Regions from separate parts of the Triticum aestivum genome. Here region 2 is linked to region 1. A link is a contact called in public Hi-C data. All regions are on one chromosome and are shown on one strand. The core of a region is the stretch at or near the end of the contact, and the rest is flanking DNA. Distances in the headings are between cores, read along the strand shown.

Evidence for each region. A called contact is a pair of places that touch in the nucleus more often than the background predicts.
Region 2: a contact with region 1 is called in a Hi-C map of leaf, with 4 times the contacts expected there. The contact joins the enhancer-like site here to the promoter of LOC123071585 in region 1. A contact is called at or near these places in 2 of 5 Hi-C or Micro-C datasets (both in leaf).

The regions. Positions count from the first base shown.
Region 1 is chr3B:667,684,722-667,690,618 of IWGSC CS RefSeq v2.1, forward strand. LOC123071585 reads right to left here and starts at 3,776. Exons shown (of 9, transcript XM_044495161.1): 1 at 3,508-3,776; 2 at 2,252-2,370; 3 at 342-549; 4 at 1-265. The coding sequence starts at 3,650.
Region 2 is chr3B:668,092,860-668,098,902 of IWGSC CS RefSeq v2.1, forward strand. No RefSeq gene overlaps it. Among protein-coding and RNA genes, the nearest start is that of LOC123066010, 4.9 kb to the right of the region's middle. Within about 2 kb of position 4,207, at least 6 of the 8 cell types and tissues checked have an H3K27ac peak or open chromatin away from gene starts, as enhancers often do. A contact at or near this core is called in leaf, where this site is marked.

The DNA.
Region 1 (5,897 bases), core at 2,526-5,025:
ACTTTTACTGATATTCTGATCCAAATACGGCGACGTGCTAAAATTAGACGAGGAGGACGAATCCAAGGAACCCTCCCTATGACCGAAGGGTCCATGCAACATGGATGCTGTTTGCTTGTCCTGTGATGGTTGATGACTTGGTGGGCAATCACAGGCCTCTGCCCTAACCGAGTGCATCGCGAAGTTCTTTAAAATTGATGGATCAGATCCTTTAGGTTGGTTATTTTGTCTTCTAAATATCTTTTCACCTTCATCAACATCAGGCCTGCAACACAATGTGGAGTGGAGCATTAGCATTCACTACATTGCATATGGTCGTTTTAAAGTACTGAGCACCTTACCCTGAGTTTAAAATGAGTGTGTCTCCAATACGGCTAACAGCAATAGATACTTGTGCCTTAGAGTAAGGTATTTTAAAGATCTGCTTTAGAATATCAGTTGGAGCAATCACATCTATTTCATCGCCATATTCAGCTAGGCCTGACACAGCTAGTGCTTCACACTTCCTTGATAAGTTTTGGTTGAAAAGTCCGCTTCCACACCGTAATCCTGAAGAATATGAACAAACATAATCAACGGAAATGTATTTCATGCCAAACAACTTCAATATTTGGGACTATTGGATCATGCGGACAGCGGTGTAATAAGCACACTGCCTAGATGGTAGTCGGCCGCATATTTGGTGCTAGTGGGGGACCACGAATACCTGATCCAGAAGCCTATCAGCACCATTAGATGTTTATAATCGCCTGACTAATGCAATTAGTCTGATAATTTCTGTGCAATCACGCAACGAATTCGTGAAGTCCAAAAAAGAACACAAGGTTTTTACCAGATCTGCTGACACGAAGCAGAGCAATCACGGATGGGTACCATCAAAGATGTCAGTACCACCCCATGATGTCGCCTAAGCCTTTTGAACTTGTTCGTGTGCTAGATGGAATGCTCACCTCACAGTTTATCCCCTGAGCCGATGGGGTTAGAGCTTTTATTGGAAACGGCAAAGGGAAGGTGGAGAGCTAAGAACGGGAACAGTTAGATAGATGTAGAAGGGAAAGGCGAAGGCTCACATGACCAAAAGGGGAGGTGCTTCCTTATCTTATTACGTAGGATCGCCTTTATCATCTGTTGTTTGTTTGTCTGAAGTGGCTTGCTAGGCTTTCTACTAACCACCCCAATATTCTTTAGTCTGTTTTTATTAATTCCAAATATATCATCAATGCATTAATGTGAGCACATAGTTTTCCATATAATCGGTAGGCGGCAGTCGGCCACCCGTACTTTGTCTTCAGCAAAACTGGTGGACAGCAGATCACTTTTGCAAATTGTAGGAATGATGTGGCAGTGGCCTAGGTGGCATCCTGCGGGTAAGTGCCGTTTCAGATAATTAGAGCAAGGTTAGTGGGCTGGAAGATAGATGTTGTCGACAGCAATAGGAAGAGAGAAATATGTTTCTTGCCTGCCTTTAAAAACAATAACCCCCTACTATGAATTCCCAACATGATACAAATTCTTAGCTATTTCTATATCTCTAGCTTGCATAATCTTCTTGTGGACTCTTTCCTAATATGCCTAACTCTCCTCCTGGATTACTAATTTATGTTTCCTGCTGTGCGCCATGGACTACTACAGTTTCACCTCCTGTGCTTTACACAGTTACACTACAGCACTGGTATCTCAAACAGACTGATTCCCGTTATTTGAAAGGTTTTGCTGCTGCATGTACCACTGCAGCAAAAGCTCATCGGATGAGATAGAAAGGTATCATGAACATGAAATAGCAAACCCCAAAGCTGGTATTTTCACTCTCTCACAGCCTCACTTCTTACCTCAGATTTACAAGGGTAATACTCACAAGAAGAAGCATATACAAGTTTAACAATGTACCGGGTGGGGGGGGGGGGGGGGGGGGGGGGTTGTATTTATTGCTACCGACCAAATATGCTTGAATAATAATTCACCAGGTCATGTTACCTAGAGTTTTCACAGGTACCATCCATCAACTGTAAATACCAAACATCATTTAATTATATAGGGTGTGGCTGAGAAATCACTTGGATACATGTAAAAGGCATCCAATAGTGACAGTTTTGACTCACATATGCTTACCACATGCTAAAACAGTTATAATTTTAATAGTGCACGCATGTTTTTACCATCAGTAATGCTGCCTTATACTACAAACCGCCAAGAAGCCTAGAATCTTTATTTGATGATCAAACTATAACAACGAAGGCTCGACAGAGGTCACCTTCAGTACTCTTCGCATCCGTTGGGAAAACCTTCTCCGGGAGGTTTGGAATCACGGGGAGTGTGTTGAGGTCAGTCTCCAGTGGCAGCATTTGATACCTTGGAGCTCCAGTCCCAGTCCTACAATATTTGTGACAATAAGAGCAAGATTAAACTAGTGGTTCTCCTTACTCAGACATTTGCAGACAAGGGGAAATCTCATTTGATAGCAGTAATGTGTCACTTTACACTTCCCAACATGATTTTGCCTACATACTCCTTAGCTGATGCTGTCTGAATGCAAAAAAAAAAAGAGAGAGAGAGCACGTGCGGCGTGTGTGTGTGGAAATAGTGTCCACCACCATTCTATGTTCCAGCAAAAATATCTATATTCTGCAGGTTTGCAAGTTGTAACCGCTCCATTGATATACGGTGCATTCACGATCACTGGACCAGTCGTTGCTAAAAGCAGCAAGCCCGCCCGTAATCACTTCACCATAGTCACTCTGCCCCCAAATATACCATAACAAACCACTAACCGAAAGAAGCGATTGACATTTCATCTCCAGGCTCTACTCGGACATTTGCGGACTACAAGAAATTTCATTCGGTAACAGTTACGCGTCACTTTACACTTCCCAGCATGATTGTGACTACATACTCGTTAGTTGATGCTGTCCAAATGAAAAGAGAAAGGGTGGAGATAGTGTCCCCCACCACTCTAGGTTGTAGGTTCCAACACAAAATCTATGTTCTGCTAGTTTGTAAGTTGTAACCGCTACAATGAGATACAGTGCGTTCACCATTCGCTAGACCGATCTTTGCTGCAAGCAGCAAGCACGCCGGTTGATCATTCGCCATAGCCACTCTCCCCCAAAATAATATCATAACAACCCAGTAACTGAAGAAGGGATTCACATTTCATCTCCAGGATCTACTATACAAGTACCGTCTTAAGCCCTCACAAACGAATCACAATCAGGAACAATTCTAACTGCACAAGCAAAGCAGATAGTGCTCTCCCCCAATCGCATTCTACCTCAAATTCGCCAGCACAGCCCTCGACATCCCACAACCGCACTCAACACGCAAGCCCTAAGCAACATAATCGCTCGGGTGATTCGGATTGAACAGCCTCCCGATGGATTCGATCAGGAGCCTGCATCAGAGCCCATCAAATCGCACGAAGCATCAGCTAGAGGCACCTAGACTTGTGCACGCGCCACTTCGATCGAACAAGCGCAGGGGCGCGGAGAATCGAGAGGAGGGGGAGCTCACGGGGAAGCGGAGGGGAGGAGGGCGGGGAGGTAGGCGGAGTCGTCGGTGGGGACCGGGAGGGAGCCCACGCGGAGGTAGCGCGCAGGCGGCGGCGCGGCGATCTCCAGCCGCCCCACGCACTGCATCTCCCCCGACGCGTCCATCGGAGCCGTCCTTCCTCCTCGCCGCCGGCGTCGGCTTGTGGAGCTCGCTCGGATCGCGGCAGCGGCAGCGCGTTCCGTGCCCGGCTTGACGAACGCCCACGGAGTCAGTGGAGAGTGCTAGACGCTTCTACCGCTCCCCTTTGGGCCTGTCATGGAGTCAGACCTGGGCAGATGGGCTGGCACGGCCCGACCTGGGCTAAAGTGTGCCACGGCACACTTACTACACGGGCCGTGTGATGCCCGTGTAATGACCTTGGCTAAAGTCCCCTAAAAAAAAACTTACTATACGGGCCGTGTGATGCCGGCCGGGAGTGCGCCTTAGTTTTGCAGGGATTAAACTGGGGAATATCTTTTGCTCAAAAAAAAAACTGGGAAATATCTAGCCTTTTCGGCGATAAAATGTCAAGGTGTGACTGACCTAAAGTGTTCTCACTTGCTCTTGACTTATCACTTGAGGACATACAAATAGCTTCAGACTGTCAAGGTGTGATCAAACATATCCATAAAAATATGGCTACACTCTAGCATTATTAAGGACATCAGTCTTACATCTCTGCAGTTCTCTCGCAGTTCCTTCACCTTTAAAAGAAGAGAAACTAATCTTAAGACATATAGCCTCGCTAAACATACTCTAGGCCTTTCTTTAAGATGCCATGTGTGGCTCCTTAATCCGCCGGATCTACATTGCATTTTTATGAACTTTTATAATCAATAAAGTGGAGTGTATTTAGACTCCAAAAAAAGGTGTCGGTTGAGTGGGGACCTCATGTGGGGCGCTGGCCAAGAGAGCTCCTTGTTGGCGCCTTAGGACACCCTTATGTCTCGCTTTAAGTGAGCACGGGGGGAAGCCTCACGTCGGGGGGAGCCCAGATGGGCCGGTCCAACCGCTTGGGGGAGAGGAGGGTGAGACTCGAGGGGCGGCGGCTAGGGTTTTCTCCCTCGGGTCGCCCGCGGGGGCGACGCGAGGGGATGAGACAAATGGGAGAGATTTTCACTTTCCGGCCTCTGCACCAACCAGGGATGCATACAACCATTTTAGTATGAGTACCAAGATAAATATGGTCCTCAGAATTTGATAGATCAATACCATAGTTACCATACCAGTGCATAAGTTAACTCGGAAAAAGAGAGATTGAATACCTAGCAACTATATGCAGAACTTGCCCGAACATGACAACATAAAAAATACAACTGTGAATATTAAAAAAAGTACTTGACATCTAACAAATATTTTTTTAATATTAAAAAATGTACTGTATTTATTAAGTTACTTGTATCAGTACATATTTTTTAATGTTATTGTTGTAACATATAATGTTGATTTGTGAGATGCTACTCGTTATGTTGAGAACCAGTTCATTAAATTTACAAAGTTTATTGTATTACTTGTTGTATTAGATTATTTATGAATGTTATGTGTTCTGATGATTTAAAGTTAATGCTTGAATTGTTCATAAATATTTATATGATATATACATACATGCATTTGTATGGTATATTGACTTGTTTTATGTTTTTGTGATAAAATATGTCGTCTAAGTCAAGTTATTTAGCAAGTATGACATCGAAATGTGATAGATATTTAAGATATTATTACACTGAAGGAGATGACTCAAGCGGTAACTCTGAATCTAGATTGAAGGTAGATCGTGTTCGTGCTGTTCTGAATGGATTTACGGGGTACAAAAAAATTATGCTCTGGTAAATCAAATTTGATGGTTTGTTGAACTTACTTGCAATTAAAAAGGTTTATATTAAACTTAGTACATTTCTTGTAAGTGCAATAGATGTAAGGATCAGCGCACTAAGATGTCTCTAGATAGGAAACTCAAATTCTATACCAGAAATATGCACAAAGTATTTGGGATTTCTTTTGGACCTAGAGATATTTATGATAATATTGATGGCCAGGCAAGTGATGCTTCCAGGTATGATTTGAAATTATTCTCATAGCTTGAAGCCAGCATATTTCTTTGGCAGATATATAACAGAGTTATCAAGTGAAGCTGAAAGGGCATGCTTTAAGGCAGCATGTGTTATATTTATTATGGGTCATTTGGGAACACCTTTCTCTAAACATGATTACATCATTGTTGATTATTGGGGAGCCCTGTGTAGGACTGATTACATAGGAGAATATATGTGGTGTGAGTATGCAATGAATTATTTACTCAATGCTATTACAAAAGCACAACAACAAATTCAGTCGAATAGTCATATCATATACTTGTATGGCTGCCACTTCTT
Region 2 (6,043 bases), core at 2,957-5,456, 410 kb after region 1:
ACTGATGTACCCCGCAAAAAAAAACTTGATGTAACTCTTCAGGACGTGACAGTGTGAGAGCACGATATTTAACACTTCACGTATCTAAAGCAAGCAATTTAGAGGTACCAGAGTCCAGACTGACCTGTACAGTTATGAAATTTAAAAAGGCGATGAAATTTAGGTAAAATAAAGTAGAAAAAATGAGAAACAAAGTAAAAACTGAACCAAAGAACTCTCTAGAAACTTTCTAAAACTGGAACTCTAAGCATCGTGACCCTTTCATGAGCCAGTCCCTTAGCAAGGTACATGCTCACTAGGGTTGTGCGCATTTCATCCCAATCAAACTATTTGACGCTTAAGCGCCAAATAGGATAATGGGAAATTCCCGTTTCGGTAGGCCTAGAAAAGGATGCCCTTTACTAAAACAAAAATAAAATGGCTACTTCACTATTTCTGAACTTCAACAGAGAAAAACCCTCAGGAACAAGGGTTACTATGATAGAATCTTCCAATTACTATGGAAGTGTGCAGCCCGGCTGAGATACAAATTCTTCTTCTGGTTGCTACTACATGATAGAATCAATACCAGAAATCTCTTGCTTAGAAGATCTATGTACCTACAGAACTACTTCCATTGTGCCCTCTGCTAGGATCAAACAGAAGAAACACTTTTACACATATTCTAGGATTGCAATTTTGCTACTGATTGTTGGGATAAGATCCTGCCTAACAGAGTCAGGGGCATCACTAGCTATGATGAGATCTTCATTCGCCTTGGCGATTTATCCCCTGATTTGGCTCTCGATATCATCATTGCGGTACATGGTCGGTAAGAAATAATAAGATCTTCCGAAATGCGGCCCCACGTACCATGAGTTGGCTACACTATTTGAAAGAAACTCTCAAGACAACAATTTACAGAGCGAAAGCAGTCAAGGCCCAAAAGTTACAGTCCTGGATTGATACTCATTTATAATATATTGTTATTATGTTTCCTAGAGCTGGTACTGGCTAATTTAGAGACTGTTTTTTTTTTTGAGTTTTTGTACATATAGACATTGGTACAGGTTTCAAAAAAAGGGCGAGCCATACAACAATAAAAACTGATGTACCCCGCAAAAAAAAACTTGATGTAACTCTTCAGGACGTGACAGTGTGAGAGCACGATATTTAACACTTCACGTATCTAAAGCAAGCAATTTAGAGGTACCAGAGTCCAGACTGACCTGTACAGTATCCATGCAGGCAATATCGAGCGACGGCGAACATATCAAGTGCATGCTTAGAGAAGAGCGAAGAAGGGATGCGGAGGACTGCAGAAAACAGACCAAACGGAACAGCATGATTTGACTCGTGGCTCATGCATAATCTCCAGCTGTTTCGGAGAGCTTCTCTGAAAGGGTCAGTCGTGTTAGGCTAGCTCTGACTGTTATCTCTTCCTTGGAAAATCTTAACCTAACTCTCTGATACTAGAACGAAAGCCATGGTCGAGTAGGACAAGCAGTACGGTTTCAGATGGGAATGAGAGATTCTTGAGCACCACTTGTTGAACGTAGAAGAGTCGGTGAGGACTTGTTCAGTTGCTCCTGACATGAAGACAAAGACGGTGCCAGAGAAGGTTACTCCGATACTGACTGACTGGGGTGAGTGAGTCCCCGGTCTCCCGTTTCTGTTCTGTACAACTTGGAGGGGGGGTAGGTAGGATCTCTGGCTCTTCTCGATTTCTGCTTAAACTAAGCAAAATTTACTACGTACGTATATTCTTCCAGGATCCTAAGCACACGTCCTGCAATCCAGTTGGTGATATCAAATACGTGAGATTCTTATCTCGACATCTACAGGACACTGATATCTCTGCATTTTTCTAAAGTAGGTAGCTAGCATCTGATTAATCCGGTAGAGATGAGCCATCACACGTCCTGCACACATACGGCTGCTCTACAGCTCTACCTGCAACAACCAACCCAATGATACACTATACTATAGCCACAAGCACACCAACAAGCAACCACCGCCAATGATTTTCATCCAAAAACTTCCAGTACAGGAAACGATTTCGCCGACGCGTCACCGGTGCAGAATACATAGATTCTCCGGGAGTAAACATCTGATGCCATCTTCAGCAGGTGCCAATGCATGAACACGGCAGACGCCAAACGTGCAATGCACTGTGTCTGTGTGCCCTATATTATTCAGTTAAGACTTGAGACTTGAGGGCACTTGCAGCCTCTGCTAATTAACAACACGGTAGTCTCTATTGGGCGAAGCCAGATTAACTAGTCGCAGATGGTTCCTGAAGCGGCCGGTTGTGATGGCGCCATCAGGTAGGTAGGTTCGGGCGGGCTGCGCTGCCGATCAGCGATCATAAACAAAGGGGGGCTGCCATATGCAGCCACGGTTCGGTAGGCCGTAATGCCGTATAACTCCATAGAATGTAGGGTAGCGGCTCCGTGTATGTACATTTGGCAAGTAGACAGAGACAGGAGAGATGGTGCGGTTGCGACTTGCCATTCGCTATAATTGATACTAATTCCAGTGAGTGCTTATAAATGTAATGTGGTTAGGGGATAGTCCAGCCTATAGTATTAAGAGAGTTTGGTGGTGTCCCAACCCCAACAACTGTATCGTCATGCTTAGGCTGGCCATAGTGGGGGTAACATAAGTAGTATCATGCACTTGGGACTCGCAAACATGCTTATGTGGCAGACAATTAAGGAAGAGCGAGATTGTTATAGTAACATAGGTAGATACCGTAACATAATAAATGTGATGCTACTATGTATCATGCATGGCAATAAATGAGACCATCCATGATACTAATCTAAGATAGTAGTACTATGCACTATAGAGGTAGTAATATAAACTACCAGTAACATATGCATGTTACTAATCTAAGTTACTCCCTACTATGACCAGCCTTAGCGTGGTGCATTGCGAGCTTGAGAATCCGGGTTGCGATTACATGAGGAACTACGAGGACTCTGCGCAGCTTGGAAAGAAATGCATCCAACCTGGTTGTGGTTACGGCTTCAGTAACCTGTCCCTTGCAGGGTCAAGGGACAAATAATTACTGTGATTGTAGTATCGTGCACGCATGAATTAGTTACTGCTGTTGAGCTTATTAATTTGCTTGCAGACACTGTGGCCACCGAAGTAATGGATGTACAGTTAGGTAAACCACATTGCCACTCAGGCACTGACAGCTAGCCACACACTACTAGGCCCTTGGTCCTTAATGGCTAGCTAGCCTGCGCTGCACTGTTCAAAGAGGAAGAGGAAGAAGAAGAGGAAAAGCTTTGTCTACCGGGTCGACACGGAGCAGGCGCCACGCCCACCGCCACCAGCCTACGCTAGCATGCAGTGTACAGTGCTGTCGTATATTGACTTGGCCACAGTGTTCCGCCCTGCCATGACCATCGTATCACCCATGCATTGGACCGGCTAACAGGGAACAAAGCGAAGTAAACTAGACGTCTCCTGTTGTTTATCGCTGCAGGTATACTAGTACTACGAACGAAGGAGCTCGACGAAGAAAATCCACAGGGCGAAAAGCTCAGCTGTCAGCCGCAGTTACCCAACACTGACGAAGGGGACTTGTGAAACAAAACAAAAGGTATAGATGTACGTATATGAAGTGTTAGTGGCGTATGAGGTATCGCCATTACTACTGCCACCCTCCGTGGACTTTTCGCGCATAGCACCACAGATTAAGACCCGTGCCTACCTGCCAATTACGCCATCCAACTTCCAACACCGCGTACTCCAACCCATGTGTTCCATCTCGAGCTCCGGGAAGGTAGGTTCAGCCGTCGCCTGCATTGATTTCGCGGCAGGACCGCAGATTAGAATGCGATCTACTCATACATGATCGTGCCTCCGTGCAACAGCTCCATCAATGGCGCTCCGTGCACGGCGGCCAGCCCGCCGAGCCGAGGCCGCGGAACCCTCCCGGCTCCTCCGTGGCATCCGAGAGAGAGACGAACCCACGTCTCGGCGGCAAGTGGCAGCGGCCCAGAGCACACAGAACACACTGCACGGTGGCGGGCTGCCGACCCGTGCAGTAGGAGCGATTGCCGTCCGCGCACAGTGATCCAGCCAGCTAGCCAGCGCTGGGCGTGGGGCGTGGTTTGACCCCGTACCAACCCGCGCGGCCACCTACCTAGCTACCAGGCTATATATCGTAGCTGGACGGAACGGCCGGGCTGCACTTGCATTGCATGGGACTTGTCACTTGTGGCCCCGTGGGGGAGGGGAGGACGACGCGCCTGCGCTGCTGCATCTGCACGGGCCTACGGGAGGGAGGGGATGGAGATGGATGCACTTGGATTGGAATGCACAGTGGCGCACAGCGTGCCCCGGAGGCCGGTGGTTCGCGGCGGGCATCATTGCGTCCTTTTGGATTGCACTTGGCTGAGAGCTACCGCCGACCCGTTGGAGCTGGATCCGGATCCGATGCATGATAGTGCGTCGGTTGGTTCGTTCGTCGGGACGGAGGCATGTACGGCCGGGACTCGAAGCACCGAGACCGATCAGCCGACGGCCATCGAGTTACTTAATAAATAAATAAAGAGAAAAAAGGAGCTTGTGTTGAGGGAGGGGTATGGTAAATCCGGGGGAAATGCCCTTTGGTCCTTAGGTGTATCTACACCCAATATGAGGAAAAATGATGAAAATATTACTGTAGAAGTTTTTTTTTAATAAACTTAACTTTCATTTGCATCAGTATATAAATTGCCGTGAATAGAAAACCACCCTTGATGCCAGGGATTTTTTTGAGGTCAATGGTCTTTCTTGTGGAATTTACAAGTACAATGATAAGTCAAGCTTATTTCAAAAATATTTTTAGAATTTTTGACTTATTATTATTATGATTATGATTATTATTATTACTACTATTACTATTATTATTATTATTATTCAAGGAAACTTCTGATCTATTCATCAATGCCATGGCAGTACAAAGAACATAGAAATGATAAAAATTACATCTATGTCTATAGACCACCTAACAATGACTACATGCCCTGGAACGAGTCGTGAAAGCGCGCCGCCCGTCATCAACCTTTCCTCACTGGAGCCGGGCCGAACTTAGCGGAAGACAATCAGTAAGTTGCCGTGCTACGACCCCACAGGACCAGCGCACCGGAACAGCAACAATCATCGATGAAGAGATTTACAAATCAAAATGATCTAACTTGTAGACACACGTATGAAGACGAATAAAGACCGAATCGAAGCAGATTCACCGAAGACCAGCACCGACCGAATCATGTGGGATCCGCCAACACACCTGCACATGCCCTACGATAACGCTAGGCGCACGACCGAAACAGAGAGAGAACCTTATCTCACCTTTAAGAAGCCACCATCGCCTCTTCTTCGTGAACGCGACAGAAACCCTAAACGACACAAAAGATATATCCGGCCGGTGTTTCACTCATTTTAAACCAACCACAATTCACAAACCGAAGCTTGCTGTGGATTTCTGGTTCTGGCCAACATCGTTACTGTTGCTTCTGACCTAGGCAGTAGCCGGCTAGTACTAGGACGGAGCACCGCACCACCGTACGTAACTTCGTTTTCCCCTGCGTACGCGGTGAAAATTTCGCGGTTTCGTGCCGGTTCCGCGGGGCCGACAACGATCCCTCGCTGATGGCAGGATAGAGAGAGACGACGGCAACTAAGAGCAGTGAGCAGAAAGACGGTGAAGGTGCGCCGTGGGACGCATCTAACCCGCAAGTACTAAAAGGCAGCGCGTCCCAGGATCCAGCCATGACTTGGACCGCTCGTTTCGCTGTTGCTGAGGCTTGAGACGCCGCGCGCACCATGCATCCGTCGATCACGCCCGCCGCGCTCCGGCGGTGGCTAGCGCACGCGCTGACTTGTGCTGCAAACACCGATCGGGCGAACGCACACATGCTGCCACTTGCGCCGGCACGCCTAGTGCTTGGGTGCACGTACAGTGCCCCGCATCTTGACTCGTGACAGGGTCGATCTCGCTCCATAATTTGTCCACTCTGGGTACCGACGACTGGCTCGATCGAGGCATGCACCACCACAA